Linked DNA regions of Mus musculus: all the other regions are linked to region 5. The links are chromatin contacts, called in public Micro-C and promoter capture Hi-C maps. All regions are on one chromosome and are shown on one strand. The core of a region is the stretch at or near the end of the contact, and the rest is flanking DNA. Distances in the headings are between cores, read along the strand shown. Region 1 has its middle 140 kb from the start of Mir7025. Region 2 holds the start of Kit (KIT proto-oncogene receptor tyrosine kinase). Region 3 holds the start of Ppat (phosphoribosyl pyrophosphate amidotransferase). Region 4 holds the start of Srp72 (signal recognition particle 72). Region 5 holds the start of Tmem165 (transmembrane protein 165). Region 6 holds the start of Aasdh (aminoadipate-semialdehyde dehydrogenase). Region 7 has its middle 23 kb from the start of Mir7025.

The links. Promoter capture Hi-C pulls out the DNA fragments that hold promoters and counts their contacts. A called contact is a pair of places that touch in the nucleus more often than the background predicts. Capture Hi-C pulls out chosen DNA fragments and counts their contacts.
Region 1: a promoter capture Hi-C map of the HPC-7 cell line shows a contact between it and region 5, with 3 times the contacts expected there. The contact joins the enhancer-like site here to the promoter of Tmem165 in region 5. A contact is called at or near these places in 5 of 39 promoter capture datasets (the HPC-7 cell line, cranial neural crest, hippocampal neurons and 1 more) and 1 of 115 datasets of contacts at active chromatin or transcription factors (bone marrow-derived macrophages).
Region 2: a contact with region 5 is called in a Micro-C map of embryonic stem cells, with 2.2 times the contacts expected there. The contact joins the promoter of Kit here to the promoter of Tmem165 in region 5. A contact is called at or near these places in 1 of 39 promoter capture datasets (frontonasal cranial neural crest), 2 of 484 Hi-C or Micro-C datasets (both in embryonic stem cells) and 4 of 115 datasets of contacts at active chromatin or transcription factors (embryonic forebrain, embryonic stem cells, extraembryonic endoderm stem cells and 1 more).
Region 3: a promoter capture Hi-C map of adipose tissue shows a contact between it and region 5, with 2.7 times the contacts expected there. The contact joins the promoter of Ppat here to the promoter of Tmem165 in region 5. A contact is called at or near these places in 3 of 39 promoter capture datasets (cranial neural crest, liver and pre-B cells), 1 of 484 Hi-C or Micro-C datasets (CD4 T cells), 3 of 115 datasets of contacts at active chromatin or transcription factors (bone marrow-derived macrophages, memory CD8 T cells and thymic regulatory T cells) and 2 of 9 other capture datasets (adipose tissue and liver).
Region 4: a promoter capture Hi-C map of liver shows a contact between it and region 5, with 2.2 times the contacts expected there. The contact joins the promoter of Srp72 here to the promoter of Tmem165 in region 5. A contact is called at or near these places in 1 of 39 promoter capture datasets (liver) and 1 of 9 other capture datasets (liver).
Region 6: a contact with region 5 is called in a promoter capture Hi-C map of pre-B cells, with 2.8 times the contacts expected there. The contact joins the promoter of Aasdh here to the promoter of Tmem165 in region 5. A contact is called at or near these places in 5 of 39 promoter capture datasets (the 3T3-L1 cell line, the C10 cell line, embryonic stem cells and 1 more) and 2 of 115 datasets of contacts at active chromatin or transcription factors (large pre-B cells and memory CD8 T cells).
Region 7: a promoter capture Hi-C map of hippocampal neurons shows a contact between it and region 5, with 4 times the contacts expected there. The contact joins the enhancer-like site here to the promoter of Tmem165 in region 5. A contact is called at or near these places in 10 of 39 promoter capture datasets (the 3T3-L1 cell line, the HPC-7 cell line, HPC-7-derived erythroid cells and 5 more) and 4 of 115 datasets of contacts at active chromatin or transcription factors (craniofacial prominence, differentiating embryonic stem cells, extraembryonic endoderm stem cells and 1 more).

What each region holds. Positions count from the first base shown.
Region 1 is chr5:75,319,527-75,322,226 of GRCm38.p6, forward strand. No RefSeq gene overlaps it. Among named protein-coding and RNA genes, the nearest start is that of Mir7025, 140 kb to the left of the region's middle. Within about 2 kb of position 1,380, at least 1 of the 459 cell types and tissues checked has an H3K27ac peak or open chromatin away from gene starts, as enhancers often do. A contact at or near this core is called in the HPC-7 cell line, where this site is marked.
Region 2 is chr5:75,573,650-75,576,349 of GRCm38.p6, forward strand. Kit (KIT proto-oncogene receptor tyrosine kinase) reads left to right here and starts at 1,338. Exons shown (of 21, transcript NM_001122733.1): 1 at 1,338-1,469. The coding sequence starts at 1,403.
Region 3 is chr5:76,950,141-76,952,840 of GRCm38.p6, forward strand. It overlaps Ppat (phosphoribosyl pyrophosphate amidotransferase), which reads right to left and starts at 1,438. Exons shown (of 11, transcript NM_172146.2): 1 at 817-1,438. The coding sequence starts at 944. Paics (phosphoribosylaminoimidazole carboxylase, phosphoribosylaminoribosylaminoimidazole, succinocarboxamide synthetase) reads left to right here and starts at 1,162. Exons shown (of 9, transcript NM_025939.3): 1 at 1,162-1,695. The coding sequence starts at 1,680. It overlaps LOC115486295 (a long non-coding RNA gene), which reads right to left and starts at 810. Exons shown (of 2, transcript XR_003955939.1): 1 at 1-810.
Region 4 is chr5:76,973,385-76,976,084 of GRCm38.p6, forward strand. It overlaps Srp72 (signal recognition particle 72), which reads left to right and starts at 1,317. Exons shown (of 19, transcript NM_025691.1): 1 at 1,317-1,448. The coding sequence starts at 1,340.
Region 5 is chr5:76,182,536-76,185,235 of GRCm38.p6, forward strand. It overlaps Tmem165 (transmembrane protein 165), which reads left to right and starts at 1,345. Exons shown (of 6, transcript NM_011626.2): 1 at 1,345-1,817. The coding sequence starts at 1,611.
Region 6 is chr5:76,904,205-76,906,904 of GRCm38.p6, forward strand. Aasdh (aminoadipate-semialdehyde dehydrogenase) reads right to left here and starts at 1,272. Exons shown (of 16, transcript NM_173765.4): 1 at 1,219-1,272; 2 at 5-176.
Region 7 is chr5:75,198,686-75,201,385 of GRCm38.p6, forward strand. No RefSeq gene overlaps it. Among named protein-coding and RNA genes, the nearest start is that of Mir7025, 23 kb to the left of the region's middle. Within about 2 kb of position 1,291, at least 9 of the 459 cell types and tissues checked have an H3K27ac peak or open chromatin away from gene starts, as enhancers often do. A contact at or near this core is called in the HPC-7 cell line and hippocampal neurons, where this site is marked.

The DNA.
Region 1 (2,700 bases), core at 130-2,629, 860 kb before region 5:
AGTTGTTCTCATAACTTCAGTTCCTCACTTCTCTGTACCCTTCTCCTTTACCATGGGATTTCTAGGGCCTCTTCTTACCCAATAGGTGTCTTTACACTCAAGCATGGGACTTACTATGGCCAGTGAGCTATTAGCAAATGAGATGAAAACAGACTTGAAAAGAGCTTGGGAACCTAAGCTTGTCCTTATCTTTGTTAGTGATATAGATAGGACTACAGATGACTTTGCTAGAGGACAAAAACCACTCAGAGAATTGAGCAGCTATCCTAGTCTCTCATTGAAGGTTATTCATACCTGCTAACTGACAGCCACCTCTGGATGAATGACCCTAGAGATGGCCAGTAGAATTACCCAGCTGAGCCCAGCCAAGGCTGCCTAACCTACCTATCTGAGAGTTAAAGGTTTACAGTTGTGCATGGTGGAGTTTCATAGCTGTTTGTTGTGGAGCATTACTGTAGCAATAGATAATGACTAACTAGGAGATTGCACTCATCAATGGTGCTCATAACAGTTATCATTGCAATAAAATAGGTATGTATTTATTTCAAAGAATGTGTCACTTGTTAATCTCAAATGATACTCTTTAACCTATCTTCACAGTTCACATTGTGCTGAACACCATAGCAGAAGATATTTCTGAGTAAAGGGATTATATGATTGATTAATAAATCTAATAGTGGAATGTCACAGGAGCTGGATCTGCCCAGGAGTCTTCTACCAAGAAGACTTAGACTCAGCCAGTCAAGAACCACCTTCACTAGAACTGTTTCCAGGTTGTTGACCTCCCCGCATCATTCCAAAATGAGAACCCTGCTTCCTGCCCAGTCTTCTGGACCTACCTCAATTTTCATAAAAGTTCCTGTAGGATGTCATTTTTGAATAATTAGAGTTGACATTTTGCTTGCAAGCAAAATAGAGGCCCTTTCCTCAGGAAACCACAATGACATTAATATCCTCTGAGTACATACCGCCCTCCAAATAACCCGATTTGTTTCCCTTAAATTTGCATTTTCATTTGATCATTAAAGATGAGTTTTTCCTTGGAATGGGAAACCCATGGCTGTCTTGATTAGCTTGGCCCATTGGTTATCATGGAAAGTTCCTGTGGCCGTATGCTCATTGGACATCCCATTTCCTGGGGCTACTAGTTACTTAACCAAATCCTACCTCTAAGACTAAGTGCTTGCCATCAATAACTGCATGGAAATAGCAAAGTAGGGGGAGGGGGAGGGGAGAAGCTCTGGTTATGGGTTTAAAAACATCCATCATCTTTATAGTTATATTGTGTGCCGCAGTTAGGGATTGGAATACTGGGGGGAAACCTTGAAAACTACTCACAGGCACCAATAAATCTCTATTAGACAGATTTGAAATCCTCTGAGTCATCCTGATAATGGGGTTTGTAAGCTTGTCAGTGTGTTCATCATCAAGCTTGAAGTCATGTAAATTTCACGTGTCTCAGAAATATCTCAATGTTTAAGCTTGTGAGCCTGAGAGAAGGGCAGTTTATAGGGATACCTGCTATATGCTGGTCAGTGTTTTGGATGCTGGAAGGAGACCGATAATTAAAACCAGAATTTATCTATCTATCTATCTATCTATCTATCTATCTATCTATCTATCTCTCTATCTATCTATCTATCTAAAGACTGGTCTCTCTACATAGGCCTGGCTGTTCTAGAATTCATCATGTAAACTAAGGTAGCCTCAAAGAAACAGGGATCCACCTGCCTCTGCCTCCTGAGCTATGGGATTAGAGATGTGGACCATCACATTGATCTGATGACTTGATTTTTTTTCCATTCTAAGGACTTTGCCTGCCATTATCTCACCTATTTGTCTCTGTAACCTCAAAGATGGGGCTTCTTCTATATCTTCAGATTTCCCTGGTTCTTCGATGGTTCTATTGGCATGTGTATCTTCTATTGCTTTCTCTTTTAGTTTGGGGGCTTGCATTTGGTATAGATAGATACTTGGGTTTTTTTTTTTATTGTTTGTTTGCTTTTAAATACCCGTGGAATGAATGTAGAAACAGTGGCAATTTTAAAATGCTTCAGAATGCATGGTGAGTTGATTTGCTAGAATTCTCTGAAGGCTTGTGATTGTATGCACACATCCCAGGCTGCTTGTTCAAATGTGATCACCTGTGTATATTTAAGAACATAAGCACTTTCTCAGCTAAGACTCTTAGGTTGGCTTACATCAAAATTTAGTTCCATTTCCTCCATAACTGAAGGCTTGGCTTAAAGCTTAAATACTTCAGCTCAAAGTACTTTAGTTTATACCATCAAAATAGTAGATTAAATATGCTTACTTCAATTCCGGGTATCACAAAACGGAACTTCCAATCTATTTTAATGAATGTGTCATGTTATTCTCTCCTTGAGAAGTGATGAGTAGGGAAGTTTAAGATAATCTATTTTAGCTAGAGAAACAAAATATTTCCGAATGCTTTTCAAATAAGATTTGCTTTATTGAATGTATCATTAATCTTAAAATCATATAAAATACAGAGAAATAAAATTTAAAAAACCCAACAGACTTTCTCCCTCTTGGTTCATTTGAGTGCTTTTCAAATGTACATGTTATCTGTTAGATGTAGACATTTATTTTTCTGAAATAGTATGAACACTCACATAAGGGTGCCCATTAGTGCTACATTATGACATTATTAGTGATATTTATAACCTTGGAGATTAT
Region 2 (2,700 bases), core at 88-2,587, 610 kb before region 5:
GATTGTTACTGTCCACCCCCGGATAGCCACAGTGACTGTGAAATGTCCCTAGGTAGAAATTGTCTTAAGAGAATTACTTTAGGAGTTGGAGAGTTGGGTCAATTAGTTAAGAACAAGAAAGTTGGCGCATGACTTTAATCCCAGCACTTGGGAGGCAGAGGCAGGCGAATTTCTGAGTTCGAGGCAGCCTGGTCTACAAAGTGAGTTCCAGGACAGCCAGTAACCCTGTCTCGAAACAAACAAACAAACAAACAAAGAAACAAACAAAGAACAAGAGTAGTTGGGCTCCAGGCACCCACAAGATGATACACAAGCATCCGTAACTCTAGTTTCAGGAGATCTGACATCCTTCTGACCTCCCTGGGCACTAGTCACACACGTGGCACACACACATATTCATGTAAGTAAAACACTCATACACATTAAAAAAAAACTTTAAAAGGAAATTATTTTGCTTTTATCTTGCTCCTAAGGCAGACCACAGTCGGATCGAGTTGGGGAAAGGGGGACTCAGAGGGGATGGGGCGGGGGGGGGGTGTTGAGGGTGAGATTAAAAAAATAATTAACACAAGAGAAAAGGCACCCAAATGCAAATAGGTTTTAAAAACCGAGTTTCAAAGCTAACTCCTTCACAGGATGCCTCTGTAGTCCACTGGCCCAGTTTCCACAAGTCTCAGCAGGAGCTTGGCTGGGTGGAGGTCCACGCTGGCCAATAGAAATCAGCTGTATTCTTACAGGTTTCGCAGCAGGTGGAGAAACTGAGCATGAAAAATTACTTAAACGTGGGCTCGGTCTTTTACTGAGGTCAGGGGTGCCACGATCCGTCCTCCTCTACCAACAGGAACAGAAATAAATGTTGGGGACCCAGTTTCCTAATCCCTTCGCCCGGCAATCCCGACTAGTAACACCTCCACCATAAGCCGAATATATTCTCCCCGCTCCGGAGCTTGCTGGAGGGACCGGTGGTTGTCCTTTATTGTCTAGGGAGCACCTGCCAGGTGGCTGGCCCGTACCTAATGCGCTCGTGGCGCTGGGCTTCACAAAGCGCGGGCAGCACCTGCGTGGCCAGCCAGCCGCCTGGACTGAAGGACCACCGATGGAGGGAGAGTGCTAGGAGGAAGAGGATCCAGGGTGGAGGGCCTGTGGGGGCTCCTGGTCTTAGAGGGCACAGCGCCCCCGGGATCAGCTTATTGCAGCCCGAGAGCCCCGGGCACTAGGCAGCGGGAGGGAGTGCGACCCGGGCGGGAGAAGGGAGGGGCGTGGCCACGAGCTGGGAGGAGGGCTGGAGGAGGGGCTGTCGCGCGCCGCTAGTGGCTCTGGGGGCTCGGCTTTGCCGCGCTCGGTGCACTTGGGCGAGAGCTGTAGCAGAGAGAGGAGCTCAGAGTCTAGCGCAGCCACCGCGATGAGAGGCGCTCGCGGCGCCTGGGATCTGCTCTGCGTCCTGTTGGTCCTGCTCCGTGGCCAGACAGGTGGGAAAGAGCGGCAGACAAGAGGACTGCACCCTCTGTGGGCGCAGCCCGGGTCCGGGAGGGGTGCCACCTGGGTGCGTCCGGAGTGGTAGCTGTTGGCTTTTCCCATGCCTACCACCTCGAAGGTGGTAGGCGGCCGCGGGACTCTGGTGGCCCGCCTCGCTCACCTGAGCTGAGAGACCTCAGCCCGGGTGGTGGAGACCCGGGGCCGAGGGTCTTCTGGGAACCCAGGCAGCGAGCTGCAGGCTGCGGGCGAGTTTGGTGATGCTTTTGTGCCGACTGCGCGCGGGTGGCAGGGGCGGGCGGCCTCGGGCTTCGCACCGAGAGCGTCCTCTCTCCGAGCGAGGTGCGGCCACGGCTTCCTTTTTGTTAAAAGTTGCGCGTGGGTGACCGACGCCTGGGACAACCAGCCCACGGGTCCCGGACACACGCCGGGCAAAGTTGGAGAGCCTTTTCTTGCGGCCGCTGCTTCCCCACCTCGGGCGCTCTTTGTGCACAGTGCTGGGGACGCAACTGCAGCCGCTCTCATCGTGCGCGGCGCCACCCGAGGAGACGAATCTCGGGCTTGCTTGCCCCCACCCAACTCCGTTTTTTGCACGGGGAGCACGCGGCGTGAGGCTCTGGGGCGGGACCCCACGAGCCTGTAGGTGGCGGCTATGGGGACAACTTGAGCCGGGCGTGTGGCGAGCAGCCGCTAGGTTGCAGACTTTTTCCTTTTGTAAATCTCGTGCTAGGGGCTCGCCCCTCTCTGCAGCCGCACGGTGTTCGTTGCTGCCACGCGCCAGGGAGCTGCTGTAGCCTACGTTGGTCGCCAGCTTCTGGGAATCAGGGACTGCGTGCGGGGACGCAGCTGTTCTTGCCACCTCGTGCGCGCTGGACCAGGACCGAGTCAGTTCTCCCCAGCTTTGGAAACCTCTGGTTTCAGTGTATGCGACTTGTAATCGCAGGTGGCCGTTTTTTTTTTTTTTTTTTTTTTTTGGAGGGGAATCCCGAGATCCAGAAACCCTCTCCCACGTGATAGCCATACTCAGGGCTGCCTGGGGAGGCTAGGGGGTGGGGGAGAAGGGGTAAGCTTTCTGCAAATAGCATTTGTTTCTTCAAGCTGTTGGGAAAATCTTGTTACCTTTTGCAGGGTAACTTGGGTCTCAAGATCTTAAGGTTCCGGAGCTCCTCAGCCCTGCCCCTTTTTTTGCCAGGTGTCGCTGGTGCACTGCCCGTGCAGGTTGCCTGC
Region 3 (2,700 bases), core at 188-2,687, 770 kb after region 5:
AAGTCTGGTAAGAATAATCATTAGTGATGCATGTAGCACCCACATTGATAAAAAGGGTTACTGCCCAGCTCTGGTCTAGACATTGTTGCTACTGTATTGTAAAACTCCGTGATAGAATAGTTTTTGAAGAGAGACAAAACCCTAGTTTGTATTATTTCCATAATACTGTCAGTGAAGTCAAGAAACAAATTATGGAGGCAAAGGTCTTTTTTTCTTTGTTTGCCCCAAAGGCATCTCCCAATTTCTCATAGCTATAACTACTTTTAAACTCACGATCTCCAAACCTCTAACTGCTTTCAGGCTGACAAATCTGCTCAGTAGCTCTGCCCTTGCAAACAAAGCTCTTGCAAGCAGGAGGCCCCGTGCAAAACAACAACAAATAGAAAAACCTTCAAGTGTTGCAGGACCTTCAGCACCACCACCCTACAGAAGCTTATCTCTAGAACAGTTCTAGTTTCAAGGAGATCTGAACGGTCCCTTCCCAACCTGGCTAGTGAAAGCAAACTCCAGAGTAACTAACCCGCGACGAGAGATGCACATTCTTGGGAGCTAACCTGTAAAGAGCACTCGGGAGCAACGCGACAGCCTAAGTTAAAGTCTATGCAGGCAAAGTGTACCCCACCCCCACTTGGTCAATATCCTGAGTAGGTACTTGACTTGATTCTCGAGATTCACCCTCCTAGCCCTGATCCCCCCTTCCCAGTCATGATCCACCCTCATTGTCTTGCGTTCCCCGTAGCACAGAGCTGGGAAGCGGCTCGTGGAACTGTGCAAATACTTGCCATTCCACCCCCACCCCTCCATCCTGTTGCTCACCGGTGCTGTAGCCCCACGAGTCCCAGAGTGATCACATGCGGCACATCTAGCTGCGTGGGCCAGTCTCCAGAAGCGATGCACCCAAACACACCACATTCCTCGCGGATCCCCAACTCCTCCAGCTCCATGGCGCCTCGGAAAGCACGTGGAGGGACCTGCTGCCGCGGCGTGGTCCAAGCACCAACCAGCTGTCCGCTCCGCTATCGAACGCCTCAAGAGGCTCGCGCTACTGACTGCCTCCTTCCCGGGCGGGCTAGGTTCTCGCTACTGCGGCGGCGCGCTTCATAGAAGGGGCGTGACCAGTTCTGCCTCCCGCTCTCCGCCAATCAGCTAGGGCAAAGAGAGGGGCGGGGCTACGGAGTCAAAGAGGTGGGGAGGAGGCCGAGGTCAGGATCGCTACTTTCTCTGCACGTGGGAGGCTCCGTTATTTTCCCGCGCCCAAGGAGTAGGTGATGAGAGTGGCGCAGCTGATCGCGTGGGTCCCTCAGAAAACCTGAGCCGTTCGTGCCCCCTGGTCTCACGCCGTCCCCCGGCCGTCAGGACTTGGTCCGCTCCAACCCAGAAACCTCTCCGGCCAGCGGGGGCCTTGCAGCATGCGCGCCACTTTTTGGCTGCCTGCGGGGAGGGGCCGCCCGGAAGCGGGGTCGCGTCAGCGCGCCTGCGCGGCGGGAAGCCTGGGGACACGACTCCAGCCCCAAGCACAGCCAGCCCGGTACTTCGGGTTCGCCGGTGGGCTGTGGGGCTAGGGCGTGTCCTTGATATTGCACCTCCCTTTCCCGCCCTCTGATCCTGTGGTCGCCCTTGTTTTCCAGAACACTGCCCTTTTTTCCCGCGCGGTCTGCTCCTCTAGTTCACCTCGGATAATGGCGACAGCCGTAGGTGAGTAACTTGCTTTCGGACCCTAGGGTCCCCCAGCCCTCCGTCAGAGAGCTAGCAGGCTTGACGCATACACGTGCGGCCCCGAGGTCGGATGCAGGCCTTCCGACAAAGTGCCTGATCGGGTTCCCCAAGACGGCGCCTGGGGCCCGGAGCCTGCACACATGGTCCAGGCGCTGGAAGACGTGCGTTAAACTCTTAAGCACCCAGAGCCTATTTAAATAGCCAAAAGAAGGCCCCGGGACGGGAAGGAAAGTAGCAGAGTGGGAAAGTACTCTGAAGGTGAAATGGCCAGAAACTAACCAAGTGCCTAGAAACCTTGTAATAAGCAGATAAACAACCAAGAAAATCTATCAGGGTTTTTGTTTATTCTGGTAAAGTTAATATGCCAATAATCTCCTTTACTGCAAGTTTCGTAGTTTAAAGTGTTTGAAAACAGGTCCAAAATTTTTTGATCAGATGCTTCTTTGCAATCCCTGGAATTTGGGATTGTGGGCGTGGGCTAGTAACACCCTTAGGATATGGGTGTGGAGAGTGCAAAGTTACTTTATCCACTAACAAAACACTGTCTTGGAACAACACAAGTTTCTAGATTAATAAGGAAGCAGATCCTGTGGGCACTCCAACATTCTTTCCCACCTATGAAAACCACCCTGAAGTTTATAGGTAGTACAGCTCCATAAAATTGGGAATTAGGGCCAGACTTTTTCTGAGACAATCCACAGCGCCAGTACTTCTAAACTAGTAAAAATCTTAGAATCTAACCTCTTCCCCACATCTGATGTGGCCCTGTGCTGACAAGGGTCCGAAGAAGGTGTTCATATCTATAGTTTAATTTTGAATGGCTGTAAACTACCCTATAGATTCTGGGAACTGGACCTGGGTGCACTGTAAAACATCGGAGTGTTCTTAATTGCTGAGCAATCTCTCTGGCTTCTATTTTACTTTGTTGGTTTTGTATCCGTGGTTGTGTGCACTTGAGTACAGATGCACAGAAGCCAGGGCCTG
Region 4 (2,700 bases), core at 67-2,566, 790 kb after region 5:
CAGCTGTAGGAGATGGTGCCTAGCGTGAGTGTACTTTTTAAAAACTTGACATTTTGTCTGTGGCTTCTCCAGCTTCTTCCTTCCCAGTAACCATTAGGTGAGCGGCTTAGGGCCACTACGACATGATTTCCATCATGATGAAGCACCTCACTGAGGTTCCAAAGCAACAAAGCCAACCTACTGTGGCTGAAATCTATGAAATCATGACCCAAAAGAAACTCTTTTAAGTTCAGTCTGATGTATCATACTGACCACACATATGACAATCAGCTAGCGTTTCAGCACTTGACTCAGGCAAGAAACAGGAAGTAGATAGGTGGTTTAAAACCTAAGTAGCAACATTAAGAGAACATTAGGTTGAGTCTAGGGGAAGTGAAGGAAGGTTTGGTTCAGGTCTCCCAGGTAGTAAGCAAAGTAAATAAGGTCTCTGGTCTTAGGACTATAGGTCGTTCAAAGAGAGGGGACTTAAGGATCAATACTCAGGAATAGAGAGCCTTGTAGATGGTGTAATCTTGTAGAGGGTGTAGCTGAATGCTAAGACCACTTACATAGTATGCACGGGTCTTCTCCACAAGGAAGTCGAGCCTTGGAAGCAGAATGTGTACTGGCTAGGCTGCAAGAACAGGTTTCCTTAAAGTACATTAAGGAAGGCCTCCAGGACGTAGTTTATTGTATGACATCTACCTAAGTCAATATACTCACCTCAGAACCTGGTCCTTCTCATCTCCTCGGGCTTCCAGCCCACACTGCTCCTGAAACTAGATCTCAAAGGGAGGTTAAACAGTGCCGTTCACTGTATTTTTGTCAGTCCCAGACCTATCTTCACTTCTAGATTTAGTCCCAGGTTCTAATCACCGCTCGTGTCCTAAAATGGCAATCCCGAAGCACCCATGAGCAGCTGTGGCTCTACCTGCCGCCTTCAAGAGCCTCTCTACGGTTCCTTAAATTAGGTACCCCTCCTACCACCCGAAGAACCGGGAGTTTTCTCTCCCAAAGACTGTCGCCCGGCCACAGTCGGAGCACAGGGGTCTCCCCAGAATGCCGGCGGCTTGGGGCTAACAGTTTCGGCGAGCGCCTTCTGAATCTGACCCCTCCTACCTCCAGTCACCTTTGGATTAGGAGTAAGGGCGTCAGGCAAACAAATGTCTTGCCGCAAGACAGAAAAAATTAAAAACCGATTTCTGACGCTAGCTCTGGGACAGACCAGCTCGCGACTCCCGGCCGCCTAGCAACCATCAACTTCCTCCTTCGCCGAGCCAACTTCGAGATCCTCTTCCGGGGCAGAGGTCGCCCTGCTCCTCCCACCCCCCTCCCCCACCTCACCCCCACCTCCTCCAAGATGGCGAGCGGCGGCAGTGGTGGGGTGTCAGTCCCTGCGCTGTGGAGTGAGGTGAACCGTTATGGGCAGAACAGCGACTTCACGCGTGCCCTCAAGACTGTCAACAAGAGTAAGTGTCCCGGCGGCCCGGGTTGTCGGGAGGAGGACATCTCCTGGGTCGAGCGTGCGACCCCTCGGCACAGCGCGGAGGGGGATCGCTGCGTCCTCAGGCTCGGCCCCAAGCCCGGGGGCGGGTCGCTGTCCCACGGCCACCGGCGGCCCGAGCTCGGTCGCTTAAGGCCACGTGTACTTCCCTCTGTCCCCGCGAGACCGGGCGCGAGGGGGAGGGGGGACTTAAAGAGACCATGGCGTCCGGAACCGCTTCCCAAAATGTTTTTCGTGTCGTCTCCGCGGCGGGATTTTGCAAAGATGTCAGATTGACTTTTCTTCGTTCATCTTGAGTGAAGGGATCAGGACAGTGTCATGGAGGAAACTTGTTGACTGGGGCTGGGGCCGGGGAAGGAAACCTGTCTGGACACGTAGCATCCGCTCTGTTGCAGACAAGGTGGAAGCGTTGCAGATTGGAAAGGTGTGAATATCAAGTCGTTATTCATTTCCACGCACAAAGTCTTCCCCGTAGTGTTTAGCCAGAGAGTGAGTGAGTGAGCGTCCCAACATTTAAAATAACGTAAGGAAACTAACCTGCATTTTTAGCCCCCATAAGTTATAATTTCAAATTTTAGTTGCCTTCAGTATGAGATTCCATAAGTTGTTATTCATCACTATGTGCCTGTAATATGGCCGTGCTATATTTTGTACAGTAGATACACCTGTGTGTGTCAGGTTTGGTGATGTAACTATGAAACCCTTCAGCTGTACAAAGCCCCAGTTACATAAAGGCTATCACAGTAATATACACTTTAAACCTTCGGGTTCCTGAGTTCCTATAAAAGTAGTGACAGTGGCCACAGTGCATTAAGGAAGACAGCTACTAATTAGAATTGATGATTGCCAAACTTACTTGAATTCACTTTAGCCCTTCAGTGGGCCTACAACCAATATTTAGTATCGGTATAAAACTCTGTAGCACTTCTTTGATCAGCCAAGACTGTCCCTTCAGCCCTGTCTATTAATTTCTAGAAGTCCCTTCGACGACTCGTAAAGTGAGAATTGGATTCCTGTGGTTGACTAGGAGCGAGGGGAACCATGGTCCTAGTCATTTTGACACTTGACACGCTGTTGGCATAGAGCCGTGGCCGCCTGAGTTCTTTGTATTTCCCTTTGATCTCTTTATGGGAAAGGGAAATTTTGAATATTTCTTTAGAACACTCTAAAGATAAATCATGTCTACATTGTACTTTTTTTTTAACAAAAGATTTATT
Region 5 (2,700 bases), core at 95-2,594:
ATTGCCTAACATCTTCTGTTGAACAGATTTCCTGTCTTGCTCCAGAGCCACTGGAACATTGCAATCAGCATCTCAGTCTCCTGCAGCTGTAGCCCTTGAGCCATTTGCTTTTTCTTTGCTTTATGTGGGGTAACTAGAATTTAGCCAGGAGGCCTTTCTCTGAGATGATCATAGACTAGAGAACGCCAGGAAAAAAAATAATAAACCTGGTCCCTAGCAGAACTCAAGGATCCGTGACACCTAACTCTTCTGCCTCCATCTACTGGGCTGCTTCTTTTATTCTCTCCACTTGACACTCCTATCTCCTCTGCAGGCCCTTTTGAGCAAGGCAAATCTTTGCAGAAAAAGGAGGTGGCTGAAGGAGTCTAGACTTCTGATCCCTGTCATGTTGTATTCTGAGGGCTCAGGACATTTACACTCCAGGAATGAACTTGGAGGTACAACAACTGCACCCCAAACTATGTGTAGGAAGCATCTTGGTTATCTCACAATACTGGGAGCATAAATAAGCTATAGCTTGAAGGGTTCTGTAAGGAGCAATGCTGAGTAGGCTAAGGAGAGGTTGCAAGAATGGCTTGTGAAACAGGAGTAGGATTTAGATTAGTGCCTGGCACATGGTTAGCAATTTGTGGTGTGTGTGTGTGTGTGTGTGTGTGTGTGTGCGCGCGCGCGTACGGTATCTCAGCTTTTCTTTAGAAAAAAAAAAAAAAATCCAGCCCTAGTCTAACGCCTAACTAACCATTCTTTCCTGTCTTCTACTTTTGCCTACTCAAGGCCTCCATCCCACAGAAACCCTAACCACTCAACTCCAAACCTTTTCAGGATATCCTATTTCAGGATAAGGCATCCTGAGCCAGGGCAGTGATGACTTTTGGTCTGCGGCTATTCAACAATGTTTTAAAATCAAGCTTGGACGTTCTCATCTTTTACTTCCGAATCTTACTTCAGAACCTTCAAAAAACCCCAGCATATGGACCCCCAAAGAACATTCTGTGTAGGCGGTCCAGGGACGTGGTGAGGGTGGGTGGATCGTAACTTAAAGGTGTGGCAGTTCCTGCCACGTAGGTAGCGGGGCTGGGACTCACTTGACATTTAATAGAAGTGGAGGTGGCGGCGGCTTAGGCCTTAAAGACCTAAGGCTCTTGAGGAAGTACTGGTAGGAGCCTGGCAGCCTGACCTCTCCAGGGCCAATAAGGGGGTCTCTGGTGGGACCCGAGAGGACGCAGGGAGAGTCCATCAAGCAGCTCCAGCTACCTGGCCCGGCGCGCCGGGTCCAATAGGACCAGTGAGCGAGCCGCACCTCAACCTGCCGGAAACGTCACGACGCCGGGCTGACGTCGGGCCAATGGGAGGTCGTGTTGGCCAGGGGGCGGGCCGGAGGAGTTGGGCCGCGGAGGCAGTTGGAGGAGTGTGTGGCTTCTGCTGCCCAGCTGCTCCGGAGCTCCCGCCGCCGGTCCGTCCCGGTCCGGTCCCCGCGTCCCGCGTGCTGCAGGGCTGCCCCCTGAGCGGCAGCCAGGCCTGACGGAGGCGCCTGCCGGCACGCCGGGCTCGACGCTTCCCTTCGCCTGCACTTCTTCCTGCCGCAGCGCGGTGCCGGCTGGGCGGGCGGGATGGCGGCCGCGGCCCGGGGGAGCGGCCGGGCGCCGACGCGAAGGCTGCTCGTGCTCTTGCTGCTTCAGTTGCTCTGGGCCCCGGCCGGGGTCCGCGCCGGCCCGGAGGAAGACCTGAGCCATCGGAACCAGGAGCCGCCGGCGCCCGCCCAGCAGCTGCAGCCGCAGCCCGCGGCGGTGCAGGGCCTCGAGCCGGCCCGGGCCGAGGTGAGAGCCCGGGCTGGTGGGGATGGGGCGGGCTGAGGCCGCGGAGCCCGCAGTCGGGTACCAGGCTCCCGCGCTGGCGGCGCCGCCCTCTTTCCGAAGAGGCTGGGGGAGGGGAGCCGGCCCCTGCTCCGCTCGCTGGGAGGAGGGTGACAAGACGGCTTTCTTAGGCGCGGCCTGGCCTGGCCTGGCTGCTTGGGGGAAGGGAAAGTGAGGGCCCCAACCGGGGCTCCCCAGAGGTCCTCTAGATCCCTGGTACCGACAGGCTTGCTCTGGATTCTGCCTTCTGCTGATCACATGGGCCATACTGAAAAGACTGGAAATCATCATCCCAAGTAGAAAGTTTTTAGTACAGAGCCGCTGGGAGACTTGTCTCTCTCGAAGTAGCATCACATTGTTGGAAGTATCAGCCATTGTTGAAGCAACCCAACCAGAGATGCTCACCCGAATTCAGCTCGGCACACCCTGTGGTTCTTGCCAGATACAGTGTCTAGAGATTATGCGTTGCCACCCTCCCTTAAAAAAAAAAAAAAAACAAAAAAACGTGTTTTGGCATGAAGGAAGTTGCCCTTGAATGCAGAGACTTGTGCCCAAAGGTAGAGCGCTCTATAGTGAGGGATTCCAAAACTCCATTTATAGGTAAACTAGAGCCTCATAAGTTTCTTTAACCATTACCAGATAGATAGAAATTAACCTTTTAATCTATGTTCGTAGAATTTCTCCTTTCTATGTTACTTTCCTCTGAGTTGGACTCTCTATTTCCAATTTTGACTCCTACATTCTGGAGTTTTTTTAGTCTCTTAGTAGGGTCCATTTTGGCATTCCCTTTCCTACTTCTGTCTTTATCTGCCCTCCAAGAGAATGGCTGTCCTGACTTGAGTACAGA
Region 6 (2,700 bases), core at 22-2,521, 720 kb after region 5:
GTACCTCAGGAGTTAAACCGTCCTTGTTCTTTCAGAAGACACAGATTCCATACCAGCACCCAACTGGGGAGCTCAATACAGTCCATAGTTCCAGTTCTGGCTGATCCCACAGCCTTTGAAGACACCAGGCACGAACATGGTGCACTTACATACATGCAGGTAAAACACTGCTATACCTAAAATTAAAAAAAAAAAAAAAAGTCTGTTTAAAAGCTGCCTTTTCTCTAAAAAGCAAGCACGTGTAACTGCTATTTTCTCACAAGAAAATATAATCTACTAACATAATTCACAGCAGTAGAATAACAAGACTATAACTTAGGTTTTTTTTGTTTGTTTTGTTTTTTCGAGACAGGGTTTCTCTGTAGCCCTTGCTGTCCTGGAACTCACTTTGTAGATCAGGCTGGCCTCGAACTCAGAAATCTGCTTGCCTCTGCCTCCTGAGTGCTGGGATCAAAGGCGTGCGCCAACACGCCCGGCTATAACTTAGTTCTTAAAATGTCATTTTTATAACTAGCTACAAAACTCACCACACAAAATCTATAATTAAGGAGTTTTTCTACTTTGAATTTAAAAGCTCCCAGTGGCAAAATTCAGTCTTGTCCAGATATTCATGTCAGCCATTGAATTTTATGTCTCTGTCCCTGTCTTTGTCCCCCTCCCCTCCCTTCAGACTGACTTGGGCCATCGAGATGGGTCAGTGGAGAAACTAACTTGCCATCACACCAGAAAACCTAAGTGTGATCACGGGACTCACATAATGGAAGGAGAGAACCCACTTCCGAAAGGTCCTTTTTGTTTCTTCACCATGCTGCACGCGCACACACGCACAATTTTAAATTAAAAAAAAAAAAAAGAAAAGGAAAGAAAAACAAGTGAGCCATGAAAAGGGATGACCTAGCAAGCAAATTTCGTGTTATAGCCTTAAGATTAGCAGCTCGGTAATGTACAACTGTAAATAAAGCCATTTAATCACCAACAGATCCTGATCTTAAGGGTTCTCCCTATACTGGGCATTATATATATAGGTAAATTATCCGTCTGCATCTTATACTTCTCACGCAGCCACCTTAATTACAATCACAAAAGCCTCTCGTTGGCTCTCGGAACCACGCTAAGAGGTGGCGCAGCAGGTGACCGAGGTGACCCACACAGCCGCTCCAAGCTGGGGTCCGGCAGCTCACAAAGTCTCCCCGGGTCGCCCGCGCTCTCCCGCCCCACCTTCTCACGACAGCGCGTGGCGTGCACTTCCTAGCCCAGCCGCAGACGCTCAGCAGCCGTAAAACGGACCTCTGCGTCATCTTCGGGCGCCCGTGACGTCACTCCAGCGTCGGGGGGCGGGCTCTCGCCTACGGGGCTCCGCCCAGACGTGGCGCACAGGTCTCCGCCGCGTTTGGCCCAACGGGTTTGGTCCGTGCGGATTCAGCCCTGCCGCTGAAGGTGACGCTTCAGGCAACATGCCTGTGCGTCTGCGTGAATTTGAGTGTTCCGTGTGCCTGCAGGGGCCGATGATTCCCTGGAGCATAGTCCCAGGTGGTTGTGAGCCACCACATGGGTGCTGGAGACCTAGAAGGGACCTCTGGATGGCCAGTGAGCTTCCTTGACAGCAGAGCCATATCTCCGAGACCCGGAGTCTCCTCGTTCCTTAAAGTGCGGGTAGAAATATCCCAAAGGCTGAAGTGAAGTAATCACCGCCTAATTGGCGAGTAAATTTGGCTTATCCCCTCCACACCTTCTGGGAACATACTCAAGATTGGTTGCGACCGTCATGGCAGCGGTGAAGTATGCCAGGGAAGCCCCCTGTCAGAATGAAACTCCTAACTGGCGTTTGCAGCTATTTACAACACTTCCCTATGAGGAAACCCAGGCCTGTCTGAGGTCAACAGCAGTCCCTAAAGCCACTGTATGCCTGGATGTGTGTTTTTCCGATGGCACAATTATTACAATAAATGGGAAGGGTCACCACTGTGGTGAGTTACTGTGCCCTCGCAGAGAGGAAAGATGGGATTTTTGTCTTGGTTCCTGTTGGGGGGAGAGGTGGAAGTGGCTAAGCACTATCTACATACAGTGCCTTAAAAAACAAAGGAGTGTGTCCTTATCTGCTGGAAAACAGAAGCTTGTAAGGGTCCATGAAGAATGACACCCTGGACTCAAATAGTATGTAAACACAAAGTGTGTTTTATTCTGTAGCTCAGCATGGTGGGGTCGTCCCCATTACAAAGACACAGAGTAAAAGCAAATGAGCTCGCAGGCTCCATTGAAAGCACATTGGAATTCCAGGGTAGGAGAGCTTTATCTTACTTATCTCTAGGCATTGTTACTGGGAAGTCTAGAAATCTTTGTAGAGGAAGTCTGGAAACTGTTGCTGACCCATTGTCCTTACCTCAGGCTAGGTGGCCAGGCAGTCTCAGATATCAGGGCAGTTCTGACTAACTGCCTGAAGCCTTTTTTTTTCTTCTTCTTCTAGTAACTGATTTGCCTGACCTTAGGCCTAGTCTCCTAAACTGCTAATTTGAAGCCTGTCATGGAATCAGATCTGCCTTCTCATCTGTCCCTCCAAACAGTGCAGGAAATACCTGTTTGAAAACCACATTTTCCTGTGTACTATGGGCCTCGCCAAACACCTTTTTAAGTGTTGTATTTGTTCTCTTAGCTTTCTATTGCTGTGATAAAACATGACCAAAAGCAACTTGGGGGAACCAA
Region 7 (2,700 bases), core at 41-2,540, 980 kb before region 5:
TATGTGCTTCACATTCGACAGCCTCCTGGTATCTCATCAGATAAATTAGTGCAATTAATTAATGCAGATTATTCTCTTAATAATTGGAAAATAGGCCCCCTGTTTCAGAATAACTCCCAATTTCAGATAGCCAAATGACCTCAGAGTGAGACCGCCTACAGATCCAGGCCTGTATCCTTCAGCACAAGGCTGTTCATTGAGTATTGGCTCCACCTTGGTTCAGCCCAGGAAGGAGCTGGATTCCTGGGAATAATAACATGTCTGTCTGAACAGCAGCTACACAGTTCCGTCCTCTAACAGACAGTCCTGTCTAATTTATCTGCTCTAGTGTTTTCGTTTTTTTTTTTAATTAGGGGATTAAAAACTTCTAAAATGTACCATTTACACTTCTTTTGAGTCTTGCAATAAGCTTTTAAATATTCCTACCAAGGCAGGGAAGACATCTCATAGGTGTAGAAACGAAGGACCCCAAGACTAATGTAACGATAGCACTAGGATTAGCAATTCCAAATATATGAATTCCACTATTATTTGCATGATGAGCCAGAAAGAAAGCAAGAGATACTGAGAATATCAGCATGCAGAAGTAGCTTGCCTGGATCCTTTGATTTTTCAAAGACAAGTGATGGACAAGTTCAGCCTGGAGAAACTACTCTATGTGTTTGTAATCAGAGCCTTTCTTTTTCAGGCTGAAATACACCAGGTCTAATAATGGCCATTGTGATTTTAATAGTGGCGTGCTTCATGAAAAGCAACTCAGGAAAATGGCCTACCCTATGAGAATCCATCATAAGCCTGGCAATTTCCCTCAGGATAACAGCAACAGAAATGTTTCATTATCTTCAACTCCAAATACACATAAAGGCTAAATCCAACAGCATATAATGGTAGCAGTGTTTATAATAGAGACAATTGTTTCATCTCATAGGAAAATGTGTGTGAAAGTATATGTGTGTTCTTAATTAGCTGTCTATAGCATCCTGTCCCACCTGGAGACATGAGTAGCACCCACGTCCTAAAGTATAATGGCGATAACTTCCCAACTAAGTTCATATGCCAGTAATGGTCCATCATTCATACAAAGAGGAGGGAGACGTTGAGGACAGATGAGGGGAACATATTTGCTTCCCCTGCCCCAATTCTGGTTTATAGGCTAATTGGAATTTTTAAAAGCTTTGCCACATTAGCCCGGCAGATGGCATTTTGCTTCATCATTGTTCATGGGTATTAATGACTTCCCCCTGGAGCTTGTGCATCCTGTCTGTTTTGAATTTCATCACATTTCACACGAACTGCTCCAAACAGAATCAGAACCAGGCTTTTCTCTGCAGAGACTGGGCTGGAGATTGGTTTGGTCTATGTAAGTTGGAAGCCTGATCAGGATGAAGCTGAAATAAAAGGAGGCTTTTGTGGGCCTGGGCTTGGCTCTTCTGTCGTCTCACGCATGTTTTGTTTAGCTGGCTCTCCCAACGGGCTCCCGGTTGAATCAGGTGTATACAGAGCCACTTCCAGAGTGAATGCATCCTCATGAGTCTGGGATGATCACACCTCTTTTCTTCCTCCCTCAAAAGGCTGTGTTTGGTTTTCCCATGAGAGCACGGTGCTAGGCCAGCCACAGGAAGCCATTTTTAAAATTAATTCTCTCCAAGAATATTTATTATAGAACAGACTCCTCTTTGTGTAGTTGATCTCTAAAATGTGTAGGCCTAAATGAGGAAGCTTGCAGACTTTTTTCCAACCAGCTCATGATCCAAGGGGACCATTACATCACATAGAACAGCAGGATAGAACATCGCGGTTGGAGACCACACGCCTTGCTTGGAGTAATGAGAAGTGTAAGGTAGTGTAAGAACCCAGAGTGCTGCTCGCTGAGTGCTGTTCACTGAGTGCTGCTCGCTGAGTGCTGCTCGCTGAGTGCTGCTCGCTGAGTGCTGCTAGCTGAGTGCTGTTCACTGAGTGCACCCGATGAAGCTGAAGCTTTTCCGCATGTGGGGAATACACATAGGCAAGGGGCCGAGGGCTGGGAGCTGGCAGCTTTGTCTATTTCAGATGCTATCTTTGTTCTAGTTCCGGACAGTTCCAAGGCATCTGCATATCTCTTTCCACACTTATCCCTCCAGGTTTCAACTGTACTGAGCAGGGCATTGGTTTAGGCCCTGGGATTCAGCAATTATTACAGACGATAAAACCGCTGCATTGTGTCTATAGTGCCTCCCCCACAGCACAGGACAGCACTGTTAGAGTTACAAAGGCAGTGTCTCTCTCTGGGGGCAGAGGCTGTCAGGCTTGCTTGCAGCTTATTGTAGAGTCTAGAATTTCTCTTGTAAAAAAGGGATTTTTACGCTAGTGTGTGTGTGGTATGGTGTGTTTGGTGTGTGTGTGTGGTATGGTGTGTGTGTGTGTGTGTGTTGTGGTGTGTGTACATGTGTAGGTATGTGTAAGTGAGTATACTATGTACCTGCAGAGGTCAGAAGTCTTGGATCCACTGATGCTGAGGTTAGAGGCCATTGTGAGCTGCTGAGTGTGACTGGAGCTGAAGTCAAAGGTCATTTTGAGCCACTCAATTGAGTGTGGATGGAAATTGAACTTGGGTCCTCTGCAAGAGCAGAATACACTCTTAACTAATGAGCCATCTCTTTTGCCAAGACCTGTGTGTTACTGAGGATTCTCTAGAGTCACAGAACTTATGGAATGTCTCTC